Linked DNA regions of Sus scrofa: region 2 is linked to region 1. Evidence: chromatin contacts called from public promoter capture Hi-C data. All regions are on one chromosome and are shown on one strand. The core of a region is the stretch at or near the end of the contact, and the rest is flanking DNA. Distances in the headings are between cores, read along the strand shown. Region 1 holds the start of RBM6 (RNA-binding protein 6). Region 2 holds the start of SEMA3F (semaphorin-3F).

What was found. Promoter capture Hi-C pulls out the DNA fragments that hold promoters and counts their contacts.
Region 2: a contact with region 1 is called in a promoter capture Hi-C map of fetal liver, with 2.3 times the contacts expected there. The contact joins the promoter of SEMA3F here to the promoter of RBM6 in region 1. A contact is called at or near these places in 1 of 5 promoter capture datasets (fetal liver) and 2 of 47 Hi-C or Micro-C datasets (embryonic fibroblasts and skeletal muscle).

Annotation. Positions count from the first base shown.
Region 1 is chr13:32,442,286-32,449,795 of Sscrofa11.1, reverse strand. It overlaps RBM6 (RNA-binding protein 6), which reads right to left and starts at 4,852. Exons shown (of 22, transcript XM_005669583.3): 1 at 4,655-4,852.
Region 2 is chr13:32,636,761-32,644,270 of Sscrofa11.1, reverse strand. It overlaps SEMA3F (semaphorin-3F), which reads right to left and starts at 2,895. Exons shown (of 19, transcript XM_013981731.2): 1 at 2,400-2,895.

The DNA of each region.
Region 1 (7,510 bases), core at 3,603-6,102:
TACAGCCAAAATAAATAAATAAATAAATAAATAGGACAACCTGATTCAAAAATGGGCAAAGAATTTGAACAGACATTTCTTCAACAAAAACATACAAATGGTCAATAAGCACATAAAAAGATGCACAAGAGCATTAACAATTAAGGAAATACAAATCAAAACCAGGAGAAACCACTTCATATCCAGATGCCTATTAAACAAAATAAAAACAAACAAAAAAACCTAACAGAGGCTGGTGAAGATGTGAAGAAATATGAACCCTGTGCATTGTTGATGGGCATGCAAAATGGTACAGCCACTGTGTAAAACATATGACAGTTCCCCTCAAAATTAAAAAAAGAATTACCATATGCTCCAACAATTCTAGTTATAAACCCCAAGGAAATGAAAGCATGTTCACTGCTATATTATTCACAATAGCCAAAATGTGGAAGCAACCCAGTATCCATCAACAGATGAAAAAATAAGCATAATATACACATACATACTATGGAATATTGTTCAGTCTCAAAAAGGAATGAAATTAGGATAGATGCTGTAACATGGATGAACCTTAGAGACATTCTGCTAAGTAAAATAAGCCACTCATGAAAGATCAAATGTATAATTTCTGATTCTAGTTATTTTCTATTTAGGACAGACAAATTCATAAGAGATGGAAAACAAAATGGTGGTTGCCAGGGACTGGGGGAGGGAAGAATGGGAGTTAGTGTTTAATGGGTGCAGAGGTTGAATATGGAAAGATGAAAAAGTTTAGAAGCTGGACAGTAATGATGGTTGCACAACAATGTGAAAGTACTTAATACCACTGAAGTGTTCACTTAAAAATGGTTAAAATAGGGTGTTCCCTGGTAGTTCAGTAGTTAGGACTCAGTGGTTTCACCACTACAGCCGGGTTCCATCCCTGGTCTGGGAACTGAGATCCCACATCAGGCTGCTGCAGCTGCAGCCAAAAAAATTTTTTAAAAAGGTTAAAATGGATAAAAAGGGAGAGATTACTTTACACCCACTCTGGTGGCTACTGCGAAAAAACAGAAAATAACACATGTTGAGATGTGAAGAAGTCAGAACCTTTGCGTATTACTGGTGGAAATGTAAAATGACGCAACTGCTATGGAAAACAGTATGGTGGTTCCTCAAAGAGAATAATCATATGACCCACTTCTAGGTATATGTCCAAAGATACTGAAAGCAGGGACATGAAGAGATATTTGTACACCCATATTCACAGCAGCATTATTCACAAGAGCCAAAAGATGTCTAGCCAACGGTCAAATAAGTGAACAGATAAACAAAATGTGGTCTATACACACCAACTCAGCCTTAAAAGGGAATGAAGACATCAATTACATCTGAATTTTTTTAAAAATTATATTAAAAAAAGGAATGATGTTTGGATACATGCTATGATAAGAACGGACCTTAATAACATTACTTTAACTGAAATAAAGAACAAATATTGAATGATTCCACTTACAATCATACAAATATTATATGATTCCACTTACAATCTAGGGTACCTAGAACAGGCAAATTCAGAGACAAAATATAGAGGTTACCAGAGGCTAGATGGAGGGGGCAATGGGAATTACTTCCTTAATGGCTAGAGTTTCTATATAGGGTGATGAAAAAGTTTTAGAAATAGATAGTGGTGATGGTTTCATTACATTGTGAATGTAATTAATGCACTGCATTTTACACAACAAAATGGTTTAAGTGGCAAGTTTTGCTGTATGTAACAAAACATATTTATCACAACTTTGTAAAAAAAAGAGTAATGTAATACATGAAAAACCACCAAATTAAACACCTTAAATGGTTTGTGAATTACATCTCAACAAAACTATTTTTTTAAAAAGGTAACAATGGTGGCTAACATTTAACTTTCTGCACACCAGGCACTGTTCTAAAGGGATTACATAAACCTCACAACAACCTATAAGGTGGCTACATTTTTTTAATCACTGCACCTGGAGCATATGGAAGTTGCTAGGCTAGGGGTTGGATCAGATCTGCAGCTGCCAGCCTACATATACCACAGCCACAGCAACCCAGAGCAGCCCAGATCCGAGCTGCATCTGTAATATACTATGCAGCTTGTGGCAACACCAGATTGTTAACACACTGAGCAAGGCCAGGGATGGAACCTGCATCCTCATGGATGCTATCAGGTTCTTGCTGAGCCACAAATGAACTCTGAGGTAGCGACATTTCTAAACCTCAATTTACATATGAGGAACTTGAAGTTAGGTAATTTGTCCAATGTCATTCATTTAGTGGAGGAGCCAGGGGTTCAAACCCTATCCAAAGCTCCTGCAATTACCCACTCTGTTTTACTGAGTACCACAACGTGACAGGGTTAAAAGGTACCCAATAGATACCCCAGTAACTAAGTGAATGAGATGAACAACTACTCTAGAAATCTAGCAGACGAATTAATTCTAGGAGTTACCATCGTGGCTCAGCGGTTAACAACCCAACCAGGATCCATGAGGACTCAGGTTCCATCCCTAGCCTCGCTTAGTGGGTTAGAGATCCAGCATTGCAGTGAGCTGTGGTGTGGGTTGCAGAGGAGGCTCAGATCCCAGAGTTGCTGTGGCTCTGGTATAGGCTGGCGGCTACAGCTCCGATTGGATCCCTAGCCTAGGAACCTCCATTCGTCGAGGGTGCAGCCCTAAAAAGATGAAGAGACAAAAAAAAAATTAATTCTGGGAGTTCCGGTCATGGCTCAGTGGTTAATGAATCCGACTAGGAACCATGAGGTATCGGGTTCCATTCCTGGCCTTGCTCAGTGGGTTAAGGATCCGGCGTTGCCGTGAGCTGTGGTGTAGGTCGCAGACGCGGCTCGGATCCCACGTTGCTGTGGCTCTGGTGCAGGCCAGTGGCTAAAGCTTCAATTCGACCCCTAGCCTGGGAACGTCCATATGCCGAGGGAGCGGCCCAAGAAATGGCAAAAAGATCAAAAAAAAAAAAAATTAATTCAAAGTACTTGGTATACAGCTAAAAGAGTCCAGGATTTTTGATCTTTAAAATTTCAAAACTTTCCAAGAGCTTTAATCTTAATACAACTCTGAATCAGATTATTAACATATCAGTTTATCCATTTAAACACTGGCAGAAAAGTATAACCTTGCTCATGTACCCTTAATAAGACTGGAGAGTTCACTTAGTAACCTCTCCATTGACAATTCTCCTATGAAAGTACAAAAAACTAGGCTCCTGGGAGTTCCCATTGTGGCACAGCAGAAACAAATCCTGCTAGTATCCATGAGGATGCAGGTTCCATCCCTGGCCTTGCTCAGTGGGTCAGGGATTCAGCCTTTCGGTGAGCTGTGGTGTAGATCACAGATGTAGTTTGGATCCCAAGTTGCTGTGGCTATGGTGTAAGCCGGCAGCTGTAGCTGATTGGACCCCTAGCCTGGGAACTTCCATATGCAGCAGGTGCAGCCCTAAAAAGCAAAAAAAAAAAAAAAACTAAAACTAGGCTCCTAAAGTAAATCCAACTCTGATAACAGAGTTCTATAAAGAAGGGTGCTAAAGATGTGCAGAAACAGAGACCTAGTACCTATCCTATAAGTTAGGTGCCTAGTTAGATGCTAGTTAGTCAGGCAATGTTCAGATCCAATTTTTGTGTTTCACCAAAACCGTAACACATCATTAGTTAACTTTAGACATTGCCAGTCCCACCCTTATCAGTTCTTGATACTGCTCCCTATAGTCCTCACAAGCTTGCTAATGTTTACATTATTAAACCATTCACACTGGTGGCACTACTCAACAGGAAACTGAAAACTAACAAACCTAGGGCACAATCCAGAGTTCAGAAAATAAATCAGGTGACCAGGTGCATCAGTCTACAGAACTCCACCTAGATCCCGAAACTCTGACCTTCACATGCAAACCTGGAATATGCAAAAACACAATTACCCTTACAGTTTATGTACCCTACAAAACGAGGCCTTTTCTAAAAAATGCACACCCAGAGTTGAGCTCAGTAGCACAACGTCAATTCTAAAGTTTACAGAAAAACGGATTTACAATGCCAAAAGCAATTTAAAGAGTAAATACGAGAAAACACCCCTCTCCTCCCACATTCGACCAACGGGCACAGGACCCACCAGACCACTCCCCAGCCTCCAGGTTCTACAGCCCCGCGCGCTGGGCAGCGAACTCTCGCGCTCTGTGGCCTAGCTGAACCCATTCGTGTCTATCCAGGTAGGGTTAAGGTTACGTGCTAGGGGCAAGAAAGGCTCCTTCTCGAGCGATGCCTCAAAACTGGATCGGATTCCTCCAAAAGCAGGGAAAAAGAGAAAGATAGGGCCGCCTGCAGCTCCACAGACTGAGAGCACCGAACGGGACCCACGCGCCTGCCCCAGACCCCGCAGCTGGCCGCCCCGAGACAGGACCGGTAATTCTACCGACGCGCCGCTCCGCCCCGGGCCCGCGACCGTTCCGGGGCGTTCCTCCCGTGGGCGGCGCCTCCCTCACCACACCGCCACTTGGCTCTCTTCTTCCTGGCGAGGCCGCGGCCGCCCCGCGACACCGAAGCCGCAGCTTCCAGGCCGCGCGGGCCCGCGACGTCCAGAGCGGCCTGGCAGGCCGGCTCCCTCCCCGTAGGCTCTGGCACGCCCTCTCTACTGCCCCAAGCCCTTACCGAGGCAGCGCGGCCTCCGCGGCCCGCTCCTCCTAATCCTCAGCCGCCGCCACCGACCCAGCGTCGCGGAGACTGGAACTTCCTCGGAGCCGGGCCGCTGCCTCCACAAAGGCGCCGCCGCCTTCAGCGCTCTGCCCGCCGGGAGATGGAGTACAGCTGCTGGTCGCGCCGACTCCACTCCCGCCGTGCCCCGCGCGGGGGGCAGGGGGCGGGGCAGGGGAGGTGTCCTTGCCTGCGCGGGGTGGGGCGTAAGGGCACGCTCTTGCCGGTGTCCAATGGGAGGTCGCGCTTTCCTGCCTCCAGTCCACTGGGGCTGCTGGGGGTTATGGTTTGTAGTGTAGCCCGCGGCGGGCTGTCTCCTTACGCTCTCTGGAGTTGAGCAGCACGCGTATTTTGTGGTGGGTTGGCCTTGTCCAGCTTTGCTCCCCGCCAGAACGCGGATACGGCCCTGGTCTGCCAACCTTGAAAACGCCTTATTTTCCGTTAGTATTAAGGAAACGGAAGGGAGCCTACTCCATCCTAAGCCTTCCGGGGCGGGGGCTTTTGGCCCACACAGGAGCCTTGCTCCTCATCCTCTTAATCCTGGAGTGTAGTCCTATTGCCCAAGATCCAAGCATAGGTGCGAGTGATAGGATAGAAAAGCAGTAGTCAGGGAGGCTCGTCCCCTTCTTCTGATGGGTTTCCAAGTTAGGCATCCCCAGCTCAAGAATACCAGGTGGGTATCATCCATGTTAAAGTTTCAGTAGCTGTATCTATGAAGGAAAATCCACTCAGTTTCCACAGGGCCTGGATAGCTCTTGGGCAGTATGGCCAGTGGTGACTTGTGCAAAATCACAGAGGAACTAGAAGGTATCTTGCAGCTCACAGCTAATGTTTTTCAAATGGCCAGCTGCTCCATGCTTCTAGGTGGATTGTCTACTTTGTTGAAAATGCTTGCTGGTTCCAGCCACCTGGTATCTCTGTTACTGGACCCTCAGCCTAAATTCAACATCATAGGGTCAAATAAGTCTGCCGCAAGAAAAGCTGTAAATCATTCTAAAATAAAGACTTAACTGTAGAGAAAAGAGATTGTTGGATTAAGTTACCTTTTCATTTTTTCAGGCATCTTGTTTGGAAGTCATTCTTTCAGTCAAGAACTGTACGAAGCATCTGTTGTGTGCCAGGCACTGTATCAGGTGCTGGAGATATAGGAACTTGAACAAAGCTGATAAACTCTGCTGCTGTAGTGGAGATGGGAGTGGGAGCAGTTACTAAAGCCAAACAAATGAAATAAGCAGTCTCTGCTAAAATGAGTTGTTTCTGTAAGGAGGGAGATGGAAAGCTGTTTGAAGGGCTCTGAACAGAATAATATCACAGCTTCCCTGTAAACAGGATCACTCTTGCTGCTTTGTGGAGAATTGGCTGAAGGTGGACAAGGAAAAAGCAGGGTAGCTGGTTAGGAGACTGCTGCAGTAATACAAGCACAGAAGGACTTTTACCCTTGTGGTCACAGTGGCAACAGGAGACATGGACTGGGATGAGGGGAAAGAGGGAAGAATATGGGACAAGCAATTTTGTTAGAAGCAGCAGGAGCTCAGTTTTGCGTAGGTTATTTCTGATGCCTATGAGATGAGATGTGGAGTTGGCAGTTGGTTACGTTAGAGTTCAAGTAAAGGTCAGGGTTAGAGATGCAATTCTGGGAGGCATCAACATATCACTGGTGCTGGTATTTAGAACCATAGGCCTGGAGTTCCCACGTGGCTCAGCAGGTTAAGGGTCCAGCCTTGTCACTGCTATAGCTCTGGTTACAGCTGTGGCTCAGGTTCGATCCTGGAACTTCTACATGCCACAGGTGTGACCAATAAATAAAAAAATTTAAAAAGCCAAAGGCCTGGATGAGATGACCTAGGGTATGAAGGAGTGAGCATGGACAGAAGAGCAGAGTTCCAGCCCTGAGCCCTGGGACACACCATCTTTGAGATTTCACAGAAGAGGAGGAGCATCTACACAGAACTTTGGCACTTTGACTTTGCTTCCCAAACTGGGTCATTATTGGTGGATTTCTCATTTATCAGATAGTACTTTATCCTCTAAAGAGGTAAGTAAAGTTAAGAAACTTATTATTTTTGGAGTTCCCGTTGTGGTACAGTGGAAACAAATCCAACTAGGAACCATGAGGTCGTGGGTTCAATCCCTGGCCTTGCTCAGTGGGTTACGGATCCGACGTTGGCCATGAGCTGTGGTGTAGGTCACAGATGCAGCTCGGATCCTGCATTGCTGTGGTTCTGGCATAGGCCGGCGGCTACAGCTCCAATTCAACCCCTAGCCTGGGAACCTCCATATGCCACGGGAGCGGCCCTAGAAAAAGCAAAAAGACAATAAAATAAAATAAAATAAATGAAAAGACAAAAAATTTCAACTCACATTTAAAAAAAGAAACATTATTTTTGCCTTATGCCCAACTCCTTGGGAAATAATAATTGCTACCCTTTATCACAACTCTGTGCCTGGTATTGCACTAACACTTCATTGTCTCATTTAATCTTCACTATAACCATGCGATAGTCCCTTTTATAGTTAAGGAAACCAAAGCCCAGAAAGATTAACTTGCCACAGCTGGAAAGTAGAGGTTGTGGGGGCTTCCAACCCAGGTCAGTCCTACTCCAAGGTTCATGCTCTTGACTACTTTCCCCTTTTCCTTTTCCTTAGGGTGATTATTAAGGGTTTTCGGAAGAAGCATCTGGATTTTTTTTTTAACTTGTGCCCATAGTATGTGTAAGTTTGTTTATATTGCCTAAGACCAGGAAATATGAGCTATTTAGAATAGTTGACACAGAACAGCACGCTCACCTGGAATGGGAAGTACAATGTCCAGCT
Region 2 (7,510 bases), core at 1,646-4,145, 200 kb before region 1:
GTGGGGTGGGGCTCAAGGAAGCTGGGAGACACTGTCCTGACTTGGGGAGGACAAGATGTAGGCTGTGTCCCTTGGAGAGCTTTGATCCTCCTTATCAGGGGGCTCTGAGTGACTCACCTCCCCTCGTCCTTGTGACCTCATTTCTCCTACATCCATTTTCACGGTGACGAGGTCATGGTAACCAAGGATGGTTTTGGAGGCCCCCAAGGTGTCCAGGAAGGTGGAAAGGGCCTTGCTCCACTGGGCCCCTACAGGGACCTCCCACGATGCTTTGGCCCTTTAAAGGGGTGAATGAGGGGATGTTCAAATCTGTTGGGGCCTTAGGCCCAAGTCCAAGTCCCCTCTTTGACTTCTGGGGGATAGAGGAGAGAAGGAAAAGGAAGGAAGAAGAGGAAGAGAAGGGCAGAGAGAGGGAAGGGGAAGGCATTTCCACAGTCGTTTCCCCTCTGCCAGCCCCTAGATACATTCCACTCAGCCCCAGCCCCAGAGAAACCCCGTCTGGCCAAGTCCAGGTGGGTGGACAGAGAAGGAACAGCCACCGCCACCTGGGAGCCCACCAGGAGGAGAGCAGAGAAGGAAGGAAAGAAGGCTGGCGGGAGGGAGCAAGAGAGGGAGGCAGGCAGGCGGGAGGGAGGAGGAGAGAGGGAGGAGAGAGGGAGGGACGGAGGAGAGACGTTCGAACAAAGAACCGAGGGGCTGGGGCTGGCAAGGGGTGCAGGGAAGGGGCGGCCAGACGAGGGGGTCTGGAGGCACCTGGGGGCGGGGCAGGGGGCTAGGAGGTTGAATAGTCCAGCCAGATCCAGACTTTCCAGGCTTGGGGGGTGAGGGGGGGTGGACAGCCTGCCTCAGGGAAGGAAGGTTGGCTCCTCCGAGCTAAGAACTGCCTGGATGGAAGAGATGCAGCAGCAGGGGCTTTGGGGGAATGTGGTGAAGAAACTAACAGTACCCTAACCCCCTCCTAGCACCTCTGATACTTCCCACAGCAGGCCAGAGCTCCTTCCTGACTTCTTGGCTTTCCCCTCCCCCAGTCCCCCCATGGACCAAGAAGCAGAAACACCCCAGCATAGACGGAATTGAAACGCCCCCCTCCTTTAGTGGTCAGGCTTTCCCAGTCAAGGTCACCTGGGCTTGGCTCCATCTTCCCCCTCAAGGCATGCCCAGAGCAGCAGGGGGCTGAGGTTGGGCTCCTCGCCTTCTCTCCCCAACCCCTGCACTTCTGGGTCTGACTCCTTCAGAACTGAGGAGCAGCAGCAGGGGCAACAGCAAGGGGAGGCATGCCTGGTGCCCTCACCTTCCAGGACACCTTACCCGAAGGGTCTAGGCACACTCTCTGTGCAGCCTGAGAAAAGTGTCCAGCTTCATCCACCCCCCTGGGTTGGGATGAGCCTCCCAACCTCTGGGTGCAGTCTCCCTATCTCTAAGACAGGGGCTTCGGGAGACAATCTGGATGGATTCAGGAGGACAGGAACCCTCAACCACCAGAGGGGACATATCGGTACCTTCAGCTCATCCCCTTCCCTCAAATAATCATGGGCTGGTGTTCACAATACAGTTATCTCAGGAATTGGAAGTTATTTATCCAGCCAAGCCTCCAGTCCTAGCTCCAGCTGACCCTTTCTGTGAGCCCTGCCTCATTCCTGGGCCACCTTGACATTCTCTGGTCGCACCTGCTCTAGGGAAGCCCACCAAGCTCCTAGTGTCCCCTACCCACTTTTCCGACGGGCCCCAACCTGTCCAGATGGGAGCTTGACTGCAGGCTCTCCCAACTCACTTTCTCCCCACATAGAGCAGGGCCCCTAATCCAAGCAAGACTTCCTGCTAGAAGAGCAAACCCAAACTGGCAGTGGGAGATCAGGGGACTGGTCACAGAGCTGAGAGAAAAGCCTTAGGGCTGGCTGTCCTCCTGCCCTGCTGATCTTGGAGACCCTCCACGTGGAGGCTGCCAGAATAGCGCTTTGCTTCCAGCAGAGGATCCCCAGATCGGGACATTGAGGCAGGGCAGGAGTACCTACTGTAAGAGCACTGCCTTGAGGCGTTTCTGGGACAGCTCAGCCAGAAGGGGCATCAGGCCTCCCACTCCCGGAACAAGGGGGTGGAGGTGTGTGGAAGCACCCATCCACCCAGAACCTTTCGTTGGGGGGGGGGAAAGTTGTTGCTTTGCACACTGGCGACCCCGAAGGCCATCACACATCCCCATGTCGCCTCGACGCGGAGGGTCCCGGCAGCCCGGACAGCGCCCACTCCAGTTTTGTCACCCTGCGTCCGCGGGAAGCTCCCAGGCTCTCCCTCTGAGCCCCACGACCTAGACACTTCCGCAGAGTTGCAGTGCCGCGGGTCCAGAGGGATCGCGGGATGGCCGGGCCGCCTGCCCGCTCCCTCCCGGTTCCCGCCGCACTCACCTCTTCCACAGCGGCGGGGCCTGGGCTCCTGAGCGGCGGCGGCGGCGGCAGCAGAGAGGCTCCCGGTTGGGCCGGTCCGCGCTAGCGGCCCCCCGGGGCCATGGCCCTGCCCGCGCCCTCTTGCCGCTGTGCCTGGGCCGGGGTCGCCGCAGCGGCCCCGGCTTAACGGGTTCTGCGGGCTTCGGGCGCGTCAGCAGCCGAGGCCCCGGGCCCCATCCCGGGCCATGGGAAGGCTCAGGGGCGCTAGGGGCCGCCTCCCCCCGGGTGGGCTGCGGGCGCCCCCTGGCCGGCGCGCCGAGGGCGCATTCCCCGGCGCGGGGCGCGGGCAACGGCGCGCGCTTGGCTTCGGGGCGCTGTGCTCGCCTGGTCTCTGGACTGGGGCCGGGCGGCCGCGCTGGGCTGCGCTCTGGGATTGCCGGACCGCCGCGGTTCGCTCGCTCGCTCGCTCTGGTCTCGCGGCCGCCGGCGGGACGGGACGCTCGGAGCCGCGCGGGGAGCGCCAGCAATTGGCCGCCCGTGGGCGACATTTGCATAGCGCGGCCCCGCCCCGCCCGCCCCGCCCGGCCCCACCCCCGGGGCGGGACCCGCTTGGCCGCTGTCCCGCCCCCGCTCCACCTGTCCGAGGACTGGGCTCAGGGCTCCCCGTCGGTGGGGCAGCCCGCGCCCGGGGAGGCTAATCTGCCCTCCGCGCCCCCGCCCCGGCTTCGCGGGCGGCGCCCCCGCCCCGCCCTGGCTTTGTCTTTCTCCGTGGATACACCGCGCACATCGCGCCTGGTGTTTACCCGGGCCCTCAACTCCCTGGCGGGAAGAGCAGGCGCGCCGGGGAGCAGCGAGCCTGCGCTCACCTGCGCACCCCCTGCGGTGTCCCTCCTTACCACCCGCTGCCCGCCGCGCCTGGCCCCGCGTGAGCCAGGACACAGGACTGCACCCGGCCGCTCAGCAGGTGGCGGTACAGCCCCTGGGACTGCTGGTACCGCTGGACATGCCTCCCGCCTCCGGCCCAGGCCAGGTCAGCCTTACAGCTCAGTTCAGCAGCTCCAGGGCTCCCAGCCATCCCTCCAGCAGCCAGCCCTATTTCAAGCCTGTAGCCCCCCAGACCCATCCCTCTGAGTTCCACACCCCAGAGAAGCCCGATAAGCTGGGCCTCCTCTTGTAAAAGGGACATTTGCTTTTCAAATGGCCTCCTGAGGACCTGAGGGCCCTGCGACTGAGCCATGCGCCCATTGCCCATTGTGACCTCCACCCAACCCCAACCCAATCCCCAAGGCCAAGGCCTCACCAGCCCCCTGCACTTTGCTGAGGTTCCAATGGGCAGGACCCTCTTTGTCCCCTCTCTCCTCCCTATTCTTTCCTCTCTCCTCTGCCCTTCCCTCCTCTTCCCCCTCCTTCCTCTCCCCCTATTTTTCTGTCTCTTCTCTCTCCTCTCCTTCCTCCTCCTCTCCTCTTCCTCCTTCCCCTTCTCTTCCTGGCTAGCGAGACCGGTGGAAACATCTCTCCCTCTGACCCATTGACTGGTTGACTGTAAATGCAGGTTGGGGTGAGATGTTAGGGATCCTGATGAGGGTCTCCTGACCTGGACCTGGAGTGCTGGCCCAAGCCAAGGCTGGCCACTTGATGTGAGGAAACATCAGCCTGCTGTTACGTTAGCTGCAGTGACAGCACCTGTGCATCTCCTCCTTGTCCCTGTCTCCATGCCTTATTTGAAAACACTGTGAAAATCACTCCTCCTCAACCTCACTCCTCTGCACCAGATCACTCTTGAGTTACCACCACTGCACCACCATTACCAGCACAGCCTTTGCCACCATCACTGTGGTTTCCAAAACTATCACTTCCACCACTGCCAATCCCCAGCCTCCATATTCTCCTCATAGCCTGGCCTCCTCTGTCACCACCCCTGGCATGATCACCATCACAGTCACTAAAGTAGAACTGTTAGGATTTGCCAAAGACAACTCCAGGGTGCTGGGTTGGAAAGGAGAGAGACTTAGTTGATTAGTACCTGGAGCTCCTCTCAGACACTCAGAAGAGCGCCAGCACACAGAGGCCTTTGGTGCCGCGGGTGGGAGGGTAGGAGGAGGGGATAGAGAGAGGGAAGAGAGCTAAAGCTGAGCAGGGCTACACACAGTGGAATGATGCATAATCAATGTGAGAAGGCTGAGTAATCAATAAGAATAAAAACAATTATTATTGAGGCAGCAAATCTACCCTGTACCCTTGCCCTGTGTGATGCTGGGCTGAGCGTTGCATCATTATAAATGTTATTTTATATATAATATGTATTATCGGGAGCAATATTGTAGAGCCTCCAGTGATTTTGCCTTCAATTTCAGGGGTCCAAATAGCCCATGAAACCAGCCCCCAAGGCCATGTTGGAGGGCCCTGCACGCCAACAGAGTTTATGGTCATTTACTCCCCTGCCCGGCACTTCGCAACTGAGAAGCAAGCCCTGCTCTCCTCATTGTACAGATAAGGAAGAGGAGACTGCGAAAAGTGGGGTGAGGCCTGTAACCACCATGCTGTGGGATGGGAAAGATGCCATTTTCAAGAGCTATGGGAAGGCTCCAGGAGGGAAGGGCCAGGCCACAGGGTCCACATGGAGCCAAGGGTCTGCAAACCAGGCCCAGTGCTGGGGGCTGACAACGAGTGCTGGAGCTCCATGTGGCACTTAAGGCGCTCAATAAATCTTTATTGAATGAATAAGAGGGCAAATCCCTGCAGCACCAGGTCCAAGAGGGAACACGAGCCAAGAGCCTAGAGGCCAGGAGCCAACTCCTTGCCATCCTGGACCGGCTGCCCCCAGCGGACACTCTCCCTGTCACCCAGTCCTTCTCTCTTTCCCTCCAAACGCCACTCAGCTGTGCTAGTTCCACCTGAGAGCCACCCTGGATGCCCTGTGTGGTCATCTGAAGGGAGACAGCCAGGCCGGGCTGACTTCCTACCTGCCAGGTCTCCCTCCCTCCCTCTCCTGTGGACCCTCAGATCCCAGGCTTGCTTCTTTTCCAGCTCCCCTATGGCCCAACCTGGTACCAATCTGGACACGCAAGTTGGTGGAGCTCAGAGATAGTTAAGCCAGGACTGGTTCCCCCACTGACCCCTGGGGTCCCTGTCCTGGAGCAGCCTCCTCTCCCTTCTCAGATGCAGACAGGCCCTTGGGTGACATCCTGGCTGATGAGCTCTAGGCATCTGGCTCCACCTCCCAGAGCTCCTGAGGTACCACAGAGCCCAACAGTAGAGGTTATAGTTGGGGAGGAATTGGCCTGCTTTTTCCCAGCCTCCATCCAGGTGATGGTGCTGGCCATGGGAAGGAGAGCTTTGAAGGTCTTCTCCCCTAAACACCCCTAAACACTTCAGCCTGGCCCAGCCTTTGTCTCTGGCCATGCTCATGCCTGTTTCTTTTCCTTCTGGCTTTTCCAGGCTGTGCTGTTGGGGACTAAAGTGCAGCCCTGAACCTCCTGCTGCCTGTCTATACTCTGTCTGCACTGTTTGCCTCTCTCTGGCCTCCCTGGTGGGGAGAGGGCAGCCTGCTGTACTGGGAACCTTGAGAGAAGACCTGCCCTCCCAGGGCCTCTGCATCTAGAAGGCTGGATGAGGAAGGCCTGGGCCTCAGGGATGGGCCATGCCCCCTTGATGAAGGTGGCGACTAAAGCAGCACTCCCTCCTCTGGCCCAGTCTCCGGGGAACCTGTTTCCCGGGCCTAACAGGCTGAGCAAGCCTTGGCCCGCCCAGCCCCAGCGTTGCTGGCTCAGGTTTCCCCACTTTCTGGTTTTCTCATCTCCTCTGCCCCAGGCGCTGCCTGCTCTCTGGCCCATCCCCCACCCGCCCGGAACTGGATTTCTGAGAGGGGGAGTGTTGGAAAGGGGGCCCAGGAGGGGGTGCCGGTGGTGTGCAGCAGGACCAGGAGGGGGTGGGCAGTGAGGAGTCACCCATAGCCCTGGCTCTGGATGGGGTTCCACTCAGCGTCTCTTGCCCAGCCTGCCCCAGGGGCTGGCTCTGAGCCGATCAAAAGCTGGAAAGACCCACCTCCCTGGCCGCTCCCCAAAGCTGCCTCTAGGCCTTTTCTGCTGTTGTCCCCTCTACCAGGAATGTTCTTCCTGACTTCAGTGCCACTGTAAACCCTGTGTTTCCTCTAGCCCAGAGCCCTTGGCCACCTCCTTCACCCCCAAACACTGTTCCTTTCTGCCCCAGGGGCGGCCTCCAGGCCTTCTTTCTCTCTTTCTTGTTTTTTTCTTTTGCTTTTTAGGGCCGTGCAGCATATGGAGGTTCCCAAGCTAGGGGTCCAATCGGAGATACAGCTGCCAGCCTACACCACAGCTCATAGCAACGCCAGATCCTTAACCCACTGAGCAAGGCCAGGGATCAAACCTGCAACCTCATGGTTCCTAGTTGGATTCATTTCCACTGCGCCATGACAGGAACTCCCAGGCCTCCTTTCTTTTTTCTTTTTTCTTTTTTTTTTTTTTTTTGTCTTTTTGCCATTTCTAGGGCTGCTCCCGCGGCATATAGAAGTTCCCAGGCTAGGGGTCGAATCAGAGTTGCAGCTGCAGGCCTACGCCAGAGCTACAGCAGCACAGGATCCGAGCCGCGTCTGCGACCTACACCACAGCTCATGGCAACACCAGATCCTCAACCCACTGAGCAAGGCCAGGGATCAAACCTGCAACCTCATGGTTCCTAGTCGGATTGGATAACCACTGCGCCACAATGGGAACTCCCCAGGCCTCCTTTCTTGAAGCTGCCTGATCCTCCCCTTCCCTGCTGGAGCCCTGCAGCCATACCAGGCCTCTTTCAGGAACTCTGCCCTCTCTCCCTTCTCTGTTCTTTGCGTAGGTTGTTCCCCTGTGCCTAGAGTGCTTTTCTTATTTCCTTATATATCCTGCAGACTTCTAGGAAGTCATTACCTACCAGGAAGCCAGTCCTAGTGGCTGGGTCAGGAGTTTCCTTGGGCCCCTGTGGATTCTGCATCCCCATCCAGACTCTAAGAGACCCTAGGCCTCTCTGTGTTTTCCTGGCTGGGCCCATACAGAGCCATCGGCAACTTTCTCATGTGAATTCAGAGTGAGCAAGAGAGGGAGCTGCAAGACTAGGCTCTGAGATCCTCATGTGTTGCC